Linked DNA regions of Mus musculus: region 2 is linked to region 1. A link is a contact called in public promoter capture Hi-C data. All regions are on one chromosome and are shown on one strand. The core of a region is the stretch at or near the end of the contact, and the rest is flanking DNA. Distances in the headings are between cores, read along the strand shown. Region 1 overlaps Pex11a (peroxisomal biogenesis factor 11 alpha). Region 2 has its middle 18 kb from the start of Gm44968.

The links. Promoter capture Hi-C pulls out the DNA fragments that hold promoters and counts their contacts.
Region 2: a promoter capture Hi-C map of liver shows a contact between it and region 1, with 2.7 times the contacts expected there. The contact joins two enhancer-like sites. A contact is called at or near these places in 3 of 39 promoter capture datasets (liver and pre-B cells) and 1 of 9 other capture datasets (adipose tissue).

The regions. Positions count from the first base shown.
Region 1 is chr7:79,731,992-79,739,393 of GRCm38.p6, forward strand. Pex11a (peroxisomal biogenesis factor 11 alpha) reads right to left here. Exons shown (of 3, transcript NM_011068.2): 3 at 3,967-5,919. The coding sequence ends at 5,351. It overlaps Plin1 (perilipin 1), which reads right to left and starts at 785. Exons shown (of 9, transcript NM_001113471.1): 1 at 751-785; 2 at 106-164. The coding sequence starts at 150. Within about 2 kb of position 4,765, at least 4 of the 459 cell types and tissues checked have an H3K27ac peak or open chromatin away from gene starts, as enhancers often do. A contact at or near this core is called in liver, where this site is marked.
Region 2 is chr7:81,184,353-81,191,754 of GRCm38.p6, forward strand. No RefSeq gene overlaps it. Among named protein-coding and RNA genes, the nearest start is that of Gm44968, 18 kb to the right of the region's middle. Within about 2 kb of position 4,844, at least 11 of the 459 cell types and tissues checked have an H3K27ac peak or open chromatin away from gene starts, as enhancers often do. A contact at or near this core is called in liver, where this site is marked.

The DNA of each region.
Region 1 (7,402 bases), core at 3,515-6,014:
CTAAGGTAGACATCTTGCTTGAAGTCTCCTGACTCTTCCTCTCTGCTCACCCCCCCACCCCCTTGGTGGCCCATTTCCCACCTCACACGAGCCCATGTCACTTACAGGGAGGTCTCCATCCAGCAGGGTTGGGCCCTTGTTCATTGACATCCTTACTCTCCACGCTGCAAAGCAGAATCCCAGATCTATCAGAAGCCCGCAGGCTTGTCTTTCACAGGCTCCCTCCCTCCCTCCCTCCCTCCCTCTCAAGGCCACCATCTAGCCATCTGGGAGCACAGCTGGCCTAGGTTGGAGGGCGAATGTTACATAGGAGAGATTGTTCCTTGGGGTCCCAACACAAGAAGTTTCCTGGTCTGCTCAAAATGAGCTCCGCATAATCTGTTCAAAATTGATGGTTTTTTTAAATTGCTCAAGAAAAATTAATGTAGGCAATTAGATAAAGATAATGAGATGAGAGAAATGGTTTAGGAAAAAATCTGTGACTGAAAGAGACTAAAGAATGAGTGTTAGGTAGAGCTTAGTCTTTTCTTCACCTTGCCAGCAAGGTTAAGCCTTCTCTCAGAGAGCTGTCTTATGGGTAAGCCACCGGTCCCTCTGTGCCCCTGGTCTCTCATTCTTCTCCTCAGGGGTCCCCCTGCAGATCTCTGCACCCCTTGGTCATTTCCCCCAGGTGCTCTTTCTCCCAGCTCCTTGCCTGTAACACCGAGAAAGCAGCTAGGTAAGGCAGACGCCCAAGGACCCCACACTCACTGCAGCAGACCGCCACCTCAGTCTCAGACAGCCCAGCTGTGGAAGGTCTCCTCCTCAGAAACACTTGCAGCCACTCCAGGGAATCTTGGGCAATGCCTCTCAGACCTCCCAGCTAGAGGAGGGCAAAGAGGAAGAGAAAGCTGGGCCGGCCCATTGCCTTAGCTGTCTGACCCAGGGTGTCCCCTGGGCTCACCCTAACTTCTATGGGGGATGTTTAGGCAATAAAGAGGTGGTTCTCAGAGCTGAAGGACTCATTTGTCAGAGCCCAGAGAAGTTCCAGAATATTTCTGGCTTTCAATGGACAGAAATTGCTTTCCATAAAGAAGCCACTGCAATGTGTGCCATTAAACTTCTAAACTCAAAGTTACATGTCATCCTATAATCTCTGGTCCCTTTCCTGAGAAGTTTCTATGGAACAATATTCAAACATTATTCCATCCTTTCTTGTTTGCTAGCAAGGATGACTATTGAGCAGCATGATTCAAACCCACACAGGGATAGGGTTCACCTTCATGTGTTAGTCTATAGCTATCAAGATCAATTACCTGCAAAAAAAAAAAAAAAAAAAAAAAAAAAAAAAAGACTAGATAGAGCAGTAAGAGTTGAGCTCTTAGTAACCAGGCTCCGCAGGAGATGTCTCATCCTCTGTAAACCCCCAGGGTTAAAGAAAACATTTTGAAGCTGGCTGTTGTGGCACGTGCCAGTAATCCCAGAACTCAGGAGGCTGAGATGGAATTGACAGTTTGAGGGTAGCCTGAGCTAAATAGCAAGCTCGTGTCTCATAAAGCTAGGGGCTGGGGGTGGAGCTCCATGCCAGAGTGCTTTCTGACCTGGCATGTGGAAAGCCCTGGTTTGATCTTCAGTACTGAGGAAAGGAAAGAGGGAGGGAGGGAGAGAGAGAGAGGGAGGGAGGGAGGGAGGGAGGGAGAGAGGGAGGGAGGGAGGGAGGGAGGGAGGGAGGGAGGGAGAGAGGGAGGGAGGGAGGGAGGGAGGGAGGGAGGGAGGGAGGGAGGGAGGGAACTTTACTTAGCCTGAGATGCCACCAGAACAAGAAGGAGGAGAACTATTTGGTTTTGTTCACTTATGTCTGGACAAGTAAAGGTGTTGACAGCTGGTTTGGTTGGTTGGTTGTTGGTTGGTTGGTTGGTTGCTGGTTGGCTGGTTGGCTGGTTGGTTGGTTTTGCCAACCAACAGCACCCAGACAGCCAAGAATTATCCGTTGCTATTCCTTCCTCAACAGGAACTCAAGCCCAAACTCAAACTTTAGTTTCTGATTAATGTTGATGGAGCACTGTGGTGCCAAGCTGTGTCTTTAGACCAACTAGAAAGGGCCTCGTAATCACAGTGAACGAGAGGACGGCAGCACGGTTAGTCCCTATTCACCAGAGTTGATGTTGTTGAGTCTACTAAGTTGTTAGTATGGGTAACAGGATGGAGAGGCACTGAGTAGGGTCACCAAAATGGCTCAGCAGGTCAAGGTGATTGCCACCAAGCCTGGCTGCAAAGTTCAATCCCTGGGTCCCAAAGAATTGAAGGAGAGAATTGACACTGGCAAGATGTCCTTTGACCTCCATATGCATGCTGTGACATTTGAGCATGTGTATAAGTGCGGGTGTGTCCAAGTGCACACGAATACACACATACACACACACACACACACACACACACACACACACACACACACGCACACACACGCACACACACCCCAAATAAATGCATAAATGCAATAAACAATAAGGATGTGAGAAAGGCTACCGATAGATCCTTGGTAGTAAATTTTATCTTCAGTATAATAAAACAGGGAACAAGATGCCAGGAAAGGGAGGGGTGTGGAACAAGGAGCTTCCAGAAGAGGTAATGAATATGTCATGCATTTGATACTTATTAATCTTGGTCTGAGCCTTTGGGCTGTAAGACAGCAGTGGGGAAGGAGGGGAGCGTGTAAAGTGGCCTCTGCCTTTGCTTCAAGGTTCAGGACGAGTAATCTGGGAGACTTGCATCTGGACACAGCCCAGGCTAAAGGGCAGCCTGCCTTCCCAGGCAGTGGCTTTGGGCCAGAGAGGATATAGGGCTCTGTGCCTGAAAGCTCTGCTGACAAAGCCGGTCCTTTGGCTGCTTCTGTACGGATTCTAGGATGTGGGTGAAAGGTGACAAGGGAAAGCGCCAGGCAGATCCTAAGGGCGAGGGTGAGAGGCGGTTCGCCAACACCACAGGGGGATGGGCAGAGGAGCTATCTCATGCTACTCCTCTCCAGGAGAGCAGAGGTCTTGACCACTCTGTGGACAGGTGGGTCCCCAAGCCAAGCAGGGCACTGAGACGTGTGCTGTGTCAGTGCTCAGCAGTGATGCACAACTGTTGGTGTGCTGCCCTGTGCTGCCCTGTAGCTGACAATGTTGGTTTCTTTAAAGAACACAGAAATAGTGTGGGAATATGTTTTCGTTTCAATCCCAGGTTTGGAGGATATGAGGCTGCTTAACAGCCGGGGACTATGATTTGCTTCATTCTTGGATGCTGTTGGTTGAGGTTGGTTGCGGTTGGTTGCGGTTTGTCAAGTAGTCGCGTGCAAAGAGACAAAAAGAGGACATTAGATATCCTGATGGTGAAGATCAAACTTGCCCCGAGGAACTCAGTGCCCCGAATCAGCAGGCAGTAGTCTAATAACATGGTCGTCCCTTTTCCTATCCTGGGCTTGACTCGGGAATTTCTTTCTCTCCTACCTAGTGTTGGGGTTGAAAGGGAAGAGGGGTGGAAAAGGGTGGAAGAGAAAAGAACCCACAAAGTAGCCACAAGCCCAGCTACACAGCTCCCCAGGGCTTCCCAGTGTTTGAAATCCCTCACAAATGTGGACCCAGGTAGAGAGGGTTAGCTGAGGAGAAAGATAAGAGGATGAGGTAGCAGGGCCCACTGAGATTCCAGATTCTAGAAGATGGCAGTTCTCCACCCTCCCAACACTGTCTCTAATGTGCAAGACCCAAAGCATCAGAAGCGACAGCCACGCAACACTGCCATGCACTGAAGGCAGGCTTCTCCAGGAAGCTGGCCAGCCCCTGCCAGGCTACTGTAGAGCATCTTAGCAGGGATGATTTGGACAGATCTGTAAGGGAACCTCTCAACCCAGAGCCTCAACATAGTCCCTGTGCCTTCCTCCCAGCCTGCACCTTGTCATTCCTGAGTTCCCACGGACTCCAGTGCAGACACACTCACAGACGCAGGAGTCAATTTTATCTAGAAATTTATTAGACATAATTAAAGTTACAGTGCAAATAGGCATTTGCTGGTATTTGTCTTGTTTTAGCCACTTTAATCTCAACCCCCGCCCCCAAAGTCTTCTCAAAGCACATTATCATTTTAAAAGTAGAGAATGCCAAGGGCCTGAGTCCACTTTTCAAGAATCACCTTCACATTTATGGGAAACAATTGCTTAGTGCATAGTTCTCATTTCCACTTAGTAGACATGACCCGCCTGCTGGCCAGTGTCTCCCACACCACACACCTAAACCAACCAAACTCAAGACAGGAAGACTGAACCGTGAAGTGTGAACACGGGCAAATGCACTGACCCGGTGTCCCCACGACCCCTCCACTGGCCCTATTGCTCTTTCCTGTCCCTCTCAGTTGTCCTGAGAAAACCAGATTTGTCACAGAAAACTGACGTTCCTACATCTATAGACAGAAAAAATTTAATTCTCTTATTTTGATAAAAATTACTGTGGAATTGCATAAACTGTTATGTAGCTAAATCAAACCAACCTGGGTGAGTCTAGATTGCTTTGCATTTCATAGACTGGGACAGAAACCATCAACTGAAGCTCCAGGACTCGGGGGCATGTTAAGGGGCTAAGGGCTCTGAGCCCGGGAAGACCGCTGAAGGTAACGAGATCACGCGGATCATCCTGGAAAGTCTCCCAATGAATCTGTGCTATCAGCTTTGTTTTGTACTGTCATAGTCCTTATCTGTGACGGATGACATAACAGGCCGCGGTGACCTCCCACCTGCTTTCACCTCTGGTCCCTTCTGTGGCTCTTGCTTGCTCCTAGCATTACCGAGAGCCTTCTACCTGTGGACACAGCCTCCGCCCCAGAGGCACTGATGTTCTTCTGAGGCTACTGGACATGGTCAGGACACGACTGCAGCAATGACCGGGACCAGCAGGTTAACAGGCGCTGAGCCCAGCTCCCCTCCATCTCACTCCTGACACCCGTGGGAGTGGGGGATAATAACAGATGGGAGAAAAGGGAAAACTTAAGCAGAGCTGGGAGTGCTGTGCTTCAGCCCTGGTGTGCTTGTGTGGAATCAGGGACCTGTGCAACCTGATCTGTAATTCTAGTTTCTTTGGGTCTTTCATGGTTTCTCTCCTTTTCATCTTTATTTGTCCAGCAACACTAGGCTCTTACTATGTACATAAAAGATGCTCAGTAATGTTACCTGAACAGAAATGAAGTTACTGTAGCATGCGCCACTGCTGGTCCTACCTCTGCTCATAGGATGGTAAGGTGCTCACATGATTTTTTTTTTTTTTTTAAATTAAGCACAGTAAACATTGGGACAAAACCAAATGTTTGTTCCACTGAACTGCTAGCCTTAAAGCCTCCAAACACCCTAGCGGGCCTTCAGTTTCAGCTGAGGATACACTACCGTGAGGAGACCAGCCAAAGAGGATATGAGACCTCCAAGTCCTACCACGCCGAGATTGGACTTGTAGATCCCAAGCTGGTTCAGAGGGATCAGGATGTCACAGAAGTTCTTCACGGTGTCCAGGAGCAAGGGAGGATGTCGCTTTAGAGACTGGAATAGGAGGAGGAGGAAGGACTGGAGCCATTCAGTCTCTTCATTAGCCACGCTGTACTTAGGAGGGTCCCGAGAGGATTTCTCTCTCTTTGCTCTGTCACGTGCAACTTGTCCCATCTGCAGCAAGATCTCATACAGATCCCGGACCAGGCTCAGCAAGAGGAAGTAGTAGTAATGGCGAGCCGCCCACCTTTGCCATTTCTCTCTGTTGACTCCAGAGGTAAGACCCACACTCTTCGCCCAGAGGACAGTGTCACAGATGTAATAAACCACGCGGTTGAGGTTGGCTAATGTCAGGCATAAGCGGGGCGCGAGGTCAGCGGCTTGGATGCTCTGCTCAGTTGCCTGGATGGCATGGAACACGTTGCCCAGTCTGAACCCTGTAAAGAGAACCCACAGAGTCAACACATTATTAGTACTTAATGGGAGGCACAAGTCTTGTGTCGAGCTAAGGACTGAGAACACAGCAGCTGATGTCAGTTGAGGCTCAGTCTTACTGGAGGAAAGGAGCCCTACAGTGATCCTGCAAAAAGCTCAAAAGACAGTGACCTTGACAACTTATCACACGGATCCAGGAGTGTCTTAGCATTTATTCCAGGCCAGGTTCATCATGGATGTGTGTGAGCCTCTAGACTTCAGAAGTTAAAGGGTAGTTAACGTGGCCTTCAGGTTCAACACTCTTAGACATTTGATTTCCCATTTATGGTGGTTCCAATAGGCAATTAGTCACCAGGGAGTAGAACTCTTTGATAGGATAGAAGGATTAGGAAGTGTGGCCCTGCTGGAAGAAGTGTGTCACTAAGGAGTGGGGCAGTGAGGTTTCAAAAGCCCAGGTTCAGTTGTCCATTCCCCAGACCACCCCTTCTTCTTCTTTCTTCCTTGTCCCCCCACGTCCCATCAAGATATAGCTCTCATCGACTTCTCCAGCAGCACTTCTGCCTGCCACCATGTTCCCTGTCACCATGCTCCCAGCCATGATGGTTATAACAGGCTAAGTCCGGGAGCAAGCCTCCAATTAAATGCTTTCCTATGGCTTGATCATGTTTCTTCACAGCAACTAAACAGTGACTAAGGAGTCATTAAAAGGGAGCCTCTGGCAAAGCGCGTTATCATCTGTCTATCATCTAGCCCACCTATGGAAGAAGAGCAAAGAGAAAGGGCAGGATTGAGTGGCTATGGTGATCGATAGTCACATGGCGCTCTTAAATGAATTAACCAACCACTGTAATGAGTCCTTACATAATCAAGCAATTAGCGAGTGGTCACTCATGCACAGGTGTTTACAGCAGCACCCAGAAATGGGTCATCTCGCTTAATAACCACCCAGAAGCAGCTACTCTCTAAACACGTACAATCCCAGAAGAGTGCCTGACATTATTTTACCACAAACTACTAATGCAGAGCAGTATATGAAATGGCTCTCTCTCTCTTTTAATTTTTTCTTTCAGGGGAAAGCGTGAAAGCAGTAGAAATGGCTGTTTCAAAACTGGACTTTCAGGTTCTCATTCCAGCTCTTGCGCTCCAGCTGGATGACATGGGGCAAGTACTTTCTGGACTTTCAAGACAGTGAAACTCTAAAGGACACATCAGCAATGACATTCTAGAGCATTTGTGACAGAGTTTCAAATCTTGGCCTTCAAAGCCATCCAGAAATCTTACCCAACCCTTCCCAACCTTTGTGCTGACTACTTAAACCTCTCTCTACCAAACTAGCTTTTTGGTTTGACACTGATCCTCCATGACAGCATCCTGTAAGGGCAAGCTTTGCTTCCAACTGTCCTGAGCCTCTGCTGGGGGAAACCTCCCTTTCAGATACTTGTTTCTCCAGCCACAACTTCAATCCTACCTCCTTTCAAAATATTT
Region 2 (7,402 bases), core at 3,594-6,093, 1.5 Mb after region 1:
GACCTCATGGGTGTAACCAAGATGATGTAATGGGGCTAAAAACTGGATATGGCCTTAGCAGGGTTCTCAGAAGAGCAGAGTTCTTAGGAAAAAGACTGAGGAGAGACCACTGATCGCTGCTGAAGTTCTCAACCCTTGGGGCTTGCATGTTGAACATGTGAACTCCAGAGGGGTCGTCATTGTGGGATAAAGTTCTGGATTAGATTACACAGGGGCCTAGAGATATGATGGTACAGGAATGGAGGGAATAGAACTTTATATATTAGGATGCCCTGCTTGGTTACCATTCAAGGTCATAACCAATTCCTAATTTACCTGGTAGTTACTTTATATTCCCAAAGGTGGAGGGTTATTGCCATTTTGGACAAGTTCTGACAATAACATGGAATAGTGAGGTGGGGGGAAACTGGGCCAATAGGGACTTGATTTTTTTAATCATGTGTCTGTGTCTGTGTATGTGAACATGAGTGCAATTGCCTGCCAAGGCCAGGAGAGGGCTCTGAATCTCCTTGCCCTGGAGTTATAGGCAGTTGGAGCCACCTAATATGACTTATGGGAACTGAACTCAAGTCCTCTGCAAGAGAGTGAGTGTTCTTTACTGCTGAACCGTCTCTTAGCCCCCAAGGGAGACTTTATGATGGGAAAAGAAGGGAGGCCAGCATGGGTAGGTACTTATTCCACACTTAAGATACAAGTTTTCAGGAAGGACACTGGAAGGGAAACCAGATGTGGCACAGAGCCTCTGCCAGGACAACACATCCCAGTGAGGGAGGAAAGGCAGCAGTGACCAGTGAAGTCAACATGACTGCGAATGAAAATGGAGAGCCTTACTCATTTCTAAGAATTATAGTGTGTGTGTGTGTGTGTGTGTGTGTGTGTGTGTGTTGTTGGACTTGGCAGCCAGCATACCCCAGCCCTTCACTTGCCCCCTCCTCCCATGCATTTCACTGACCCAGATAGGAATTTATAAAGCTTTAGATACCAGTGTCTTTCTAAAGGACAATGACCAACTATAGAAGTTGGATATTCAATGGTTACTGTCTCTTCCCCACTTTGGTAATATCTATAGTCGAATGTTCATGGGCATTGTCCTGGTTGGGTTTTTTGTTTTGTTTTGTTTTGTTTTGTTTTGTTTTATTTTGTTTTGTTTTGTTTTGTTTTGTTTTGTCAGTTTGACACAAGTTAGCTTTGTCTGGGAAGAAATCCTCTGAAAAAATGCCTCTATCAGACAGACTAACTTAGAGGCAAATCTTTGAGGGGTTTTCTTAATTAATGATTAGTGTGGAAGGACAGAGCTCACTGGGGGCCATGCTGTCCCTGAGCTGGTGGTCCTGGCTTGTATAAGAAAGCAGACTGAGCGAGCCATGGAGAGCAAGCCAGTAAGCAGCACCCCTCCATAGCCCCTGCTTCAGTCTCTGTCTCTAGTTTGTTTTGTTTTTAAATCACAGCACTAGAATCTCCGACTAGAACAGTTAGGATGCAGATGCCATTTCCCAACCTCCTTGTGGCTAAGTGGTTGCCACAGACCATCCCAGTCGGGTATGGGGGTCCTTGGAATGAGGGTCCTCGAAGCTAGGTGGGTAAGGATTCGGCAGTGACAAACAGAAACAAACACAGAGGCAGTTTGAATCTAAGTGTATTTTGCAGCTCTCAAGCAGGGGTTTTATACATTCAAAGAACAAATATTACAACCCTTAGAAGATGTGTTCAGTGAAGCAATCACAAATACCATCATTATCATTTGGCACAGTAAAGCACAAAAATCAAGCAAATATTACAACTCTGAAAAGATGTACTCAGTGAATCACAAACAGAACAGGTGACATCATGATTAATAGAGATCATCCAAGCATAACAACTCTGAGAGGGTGTATTCACTGGGGCAGTCATCCAAGGCTGGTGGCATATTTCCAAGAGCAGGTTAATAAATCTTTATGGTCAAATATTTTTTAACATCTAATGCCTGATATTTTATAAATCTTCAACACATAAGTTTAAACTATTTTAATTCTTTCTAATTAAGGCTTTCTTTACCATATATCAAACCCTACCTCTGATGACACAAGTGTAGCCATATGAAATTTTATTGTTGGGAATGTTTTTATCTGTCTTAATACTATTATATAATTTTGTAAGTGATTTATAAAGTAAAGTGTTGGTTTCCCTGGGGATAAGGTCATGTTAGTGACCCCATCTCAAGGGATGGTTTCTTACCCATTATTCTTGCTTAAGATCTAGGCCTAGGCTACCAGGAACATGTAAATAAGAAAAGGAATAAGAGAAAACAAAACAGGGGGCTGGTGAGATGGCTCAGTGGGTAAGAGCACCCGACTGCTCTTCTGAAGGTCCAAAGTTCAAATCCCAGCAACCACATGGTGGCTCAAAACCACCCCTAATGAGATCTGACTCCCTCTTCCGGAGTGTCTGAAGACAACTACAGTGTACTTATAATAAATAAATAAATCTTTAAAAAAAAAAAAAAAAAAAAGAGAAAACAAAACAGATAGATTGCCATGAGAACTACGGCTCGATATTTTGCTCCTGCCAAGAGTTCCACAACCGGCTCCAGGAGACCTCCTTCTTTTGAAGTCTACCACCTCAGTCTGTGGAACTTGTCCCATAGATTCTACTGGGTTTGGTGTGGCAGGTGGTCAGATAATGAAGGTCTGGCCCACAGGGTGAGCTGAAGCCAACCAAGCTGACTGTAGTGTCATGCCTTTAGAGGAAGGCTGGGCAGAGGTTTCCTTAATGGATATGATAGTTAATCGTCATTGCTAGCTTGACCAGAGTTGGACTAGTCTGGAAGACATACCTCTGGATGTGTCTATGGGGAGATGTGAAGACAGGGTAACTGAGGGAGAAAGACCCACCCTGGTGTGAGCTGCACCATCCGCTGAGCACCAGGAGTCCCTGCTCTCTGCATTCCAGTCTGCCTAGACAGTTAAGAGTTTCTACTGCATATTTCCATCACCAATGCTCCCCACGATGGACTGCACTCCCTTAAACTGGGCACTAAATTAAATCCTTCATCCTGCAGGTTACAACCACCAGAAAAGTAATGGAATGGGTCAGATAGTAAACAGTGGAGGTCTTATTATCTCCATCGCAGATAGATAACCACTGTAGTTTAAAATCAGCCATGCACAATGAGTACTTATACAAACGAGAGTATAACATTTTAGTTTATTTGAATAACTAAAATCATAATTTGAATAAAAATTTGACAAACTATGTTTACAGAATGAGGTTCTGGGCTGAGGAGATGGGTCAGTTGGCGAAGTGCTTGTGGTACAAGCAAAAAGACATGAGTTCAAATCCCTCGAACCCATGTAAAAAGCTGGGCATGCTGAATGCACCTGTTGAGGGGAAACACGGAGACAGAGGGGTATCTGGGGCTGGCTGACCTGCCACCCAAGACGCATTGGATGGTTTCAGGATTAGTGAGAGACGCTGTCTCACTGGAACAAGATGGAAGGGCAGCTGAGAGCGACTCGATGCTGACCTCTGGCCTTTATACGTATGTGCACATCATGCCCATTACGCCTCACAAAACACAAAAACAAGCCCTACTTTGTTGACCCTGCCTTAGATGAGGGCTCACCACCCATGTGCCTGGTCCTTTCTGCATCTGTGTTTCACAAAGGTTGGGATGCAGATAGGAAGGGGAGCCATCTTCTACGAGGAGGCGAAAGAGAGCCTGCTAGGGATAGGGCAGACTCACGTGAGAAGAAGTCGAATCCCTGAAGAGAGGCTGCCATAAGACTGTGCTCCTGAGCGCTTCCTCGGTGCTCTGCACAGTACCTGAGACCCACAGCCTTGGAGGGGAAAGGCATGGTTTGGAACATGACTTCAGAGGCTTCTCTCTGAGGTTGCTTGCTTGTCACGGGCTTGTGTTGAGGCAGAGCATGTATCAAAGAAAGCATGGTGGGGCAAAGCCACTTACCTAGTAGCAAGAAAACACAGAGACAGGAAGCCATCAGGGACAAGGTATTCCCTTCAAAGGCTCACCCATTGCTTTCTCAAAGATGACCCACTTACTCCAATCAGACTCCTACCTCCTAGCTTCCTCCACCTTCCGATAGAGGCATAGAATTGGAATCCATCAATGCACTGACCCACTGATGAGGTTAGGGGCCTCTGGATCCAATTAAATCTTCATGATTGACTCTATGTCCTGGGCACAGAACCTTCAGCACATGGGCCTTTGGAAGGATACTTCACATTCAAACCCTAATAGACTAAAAGACAGTCTAGACCAGTGGTTTTTAACTTATGGGTCATGACCCTTTCACATGGGTCACATGTCAGATATCCTGCATATCCGATGTTTGCATTACAATTCATAACAGCTGCGAGATTACAGTTGTGAAGTTACAACGAAAGCAATTTTAGGATTAGGGTCACCAAAACATAAGAAATTGTATTAAAGGGTCGCAGCATTAGGAAGGTTGAGAGCCACTGTTCTAGAGTAACAGAGTATCTAGACGTCATTTGAGGGGAATACATACCTGACTTGTTTTTTGGAATCTCTGTTACATGTACCCTGCCAGTGGACATGAAGCACAAACAAAACAAGGGATGGCATTACATGTAATGGACGAGGGGTGGGGGAGAGAATATTATCAACCCAGTGCCCATCTCCCATGCACTCCTTGTTTTATGTTAACATGGGGCTGATGGGGTTGACGGAGGTCCTATAATGGGACCATTCTAGCAAAGTCTAAACGGAGAATAACTCTCCACTGGCCATAGAGACTTAACGAAAGACTGAGTCCTGAGCCGTGTGGGGAGAGAGCCAGATGGAGCACGGCAGCTTCCAGCCTCAGACTCACTGGCACAAGAGCTGGGAAAAGGCAGGTCTATTGTGGAGAGCCTTTCTGCCCGCGGTGACCTGGTTGGGTCGGTTAGGGTTACTAGCAACTGGCCACAAGTTAGAATCACCTGAGTGGGGAGCCTCATCTGAGAAACTGTCCTGATTGGCTTAATTGATGTGGTAGTACCCACCCCCCAGTGTGGGCGGCACCTTCTGGTACGAGCCTTGGTAACACAGCATGGCAGAAGGAAGTATATTGACCTTTTATACGGTTGGCCTTCGCTCTTGTCACTGGGCTGATTTATCCTGCCGCTGCTGCTGCTTTCCCTGGTCTCAGAATGGTGTTTCCAGGCTTCTAATGAGGACCAGTGGCTCTTCAAAGGCCTCCAGGTTTTCCGAGCCTGATTGGGACCTCTGAGCAAGCCAGTAAACAACATTTGGCAAAGGTGTCTGCTTCCTTTCCTGCCTCCAGGTTTCTGCTTCCAGGTTCCTGGCCTGACTTCCTTCAGAGATGGACTGTGAGTTGGTAAACATGAGATGAAGTAAATTCCTCTCTCCCCCAGGTGCTTTTGGTTAGAAGGGTTTATCAGAGCAATGGAGAAGCTAACTAAGCACTGGTCTACTGGGAAGCTTGGCCCAATCTAACCAGTCAAATATCTGTCGTCTCCTGGTAGGGATCAGCATGAAGTCACCAAAAGAGGCACTCTCAGTTTTCCCAAGAAGCCCTCCAACCTGTCAACCCTTGCCACCCCTGTTCAAAGCCACAAGAGAAAGATAGTTTACCAAGAACTGTTTGTTCAAGTTCCTACACAGCCATATTGTCATCTACACAAACACCTTTCCTGTCATTGCAAGATGAGACTCCTCATTTCTCTTTCCTGTAAGACAGGTGATGTTCCACAGACTGGGGCTGCCCACTGCCGCATGCAAAGCTGCAGACACCTAACGGACAGGAAATACTTTGTACTCGATGACTCTGCCTGTCATATAGCTGAACATGGTGGAGGGCCCCAGGTCACAAAGCTTCCCACAGACTGATTCGGGAGCCACTCAGCTCCATCTGACACCAGGACATAATCTCACCCACCCACCCACCCATGCACCCCAACCGCCCTCCCAGCCCCAGCATAGCTTCTTTCTCTTTCCAGAAAAGACAGAAGTCCTTTAGGAATGGGAAACCCAGGCCTTGTGTGGTAGCTCATGCCTATAATCCCAGCTCTGGGGAGTTCCAAGGGCAGCCTGGACAACCTATTGTGTGGGCTATAGTGTATGACACCATCTCAAAACAAGGAGCAGAGAGCAGAGAGAGCACAGCAGGGAAGGACTCCTGAATTTGGAGTTTGATACCCAGGACTCACTTGGTGGAGAAAGGAACCTGATTGCTGCAGGTTGTTAACCTCTTCGCTGGTGCTGCACTTTGGCTTTTATTTCCTGAAATAACATCTTTCTCACCAAGATTCATTTGTATTTGTATTTTTTTTTAAAGATTTATTTATTATTATATGTAAGTACACTGTAGCTGTCTTCAGACACTCCAGAAGAGGGAGTCGGATCTCCTTACGGATGGTTGTGAGCCACCATGTGGTTGCTGGGATTTGAACTCTGGACCTTCGGAAGAGCAGTCGGGTGCTCTTACCCACTGAGCCCCATTTGTATTTTTAGAGGAAACACTTGTTTATATTCTCAGCAGGTTTTTACTGGCTTTTTTTTTTTTTTTTTTTTTTTTTTTTGTCAATGGGCTCAATTAGAGAAGAAACAAACTATATCAAAGCATGCTACTTTCAAGGGAACTAAGTGTTCTTGGGCAGTGCCTGGAGGGCAGAGAGCTCTAATCTGCTTTGTTTGGGCCTAGAGCTTACGTTTACTGTAGTCTCAGCTGCTTGCTGGGAGCCAGAGTGTGGCCCTAGGGTAGGAACAGGAGCGACAGGTGAGGATTTGTGAAGGCTGGTGTGGAAAAGGACAGTGAACAGTTTGCTATTCAGCTAAAGCTGGAATGAGTTTGCGGATATTTGTGTTGGTGGCTTTCACCACACTACTGGGTTTCTCTGGGCCACAGTCATTGTTTCTCAGGCTGTGACCTGTTCTCAGTCACTCCAGGACACGTGGAACGGGAGCCTTCAAGCCATGCCTGCCTTGCCCTTGTCATGCTATTTTACAAAGCAAGCTTGCTCCCTGCTGAGGGCATGTGGGTTTTGTAAGTAAACAGCCATCATTTGTTGAGCATAGTCACAAGCCACAGACTAGTAACAAATAAAAATGGCCAAGTTAAATTAAGGCCACGCGTACCATATCAAATGCACGAGGGCTTAGACTCTGGCCCAGCACTGCAAGACCAACAAAAATGTTTGTTTATAAAAAGCAACTCTCTGTATTCCTAGAGCTTCAATCGCAGCCACTGCCACCTTATAGTCCTCCTTTCCACCCCCTCTTATTTAATCAGTTTCTTCTCATCGCTCCTTCATGCTGGGTATCTTTTTTAAATGCATAGGGTCATTTTGGCTTTGTATACACAATAATGGGTCCCTGGGTGGGTTGTTGGAATCCTGGGGGGTGGAGCGTGGGGATATTAGTGGTAATCGCTGTCTGGTG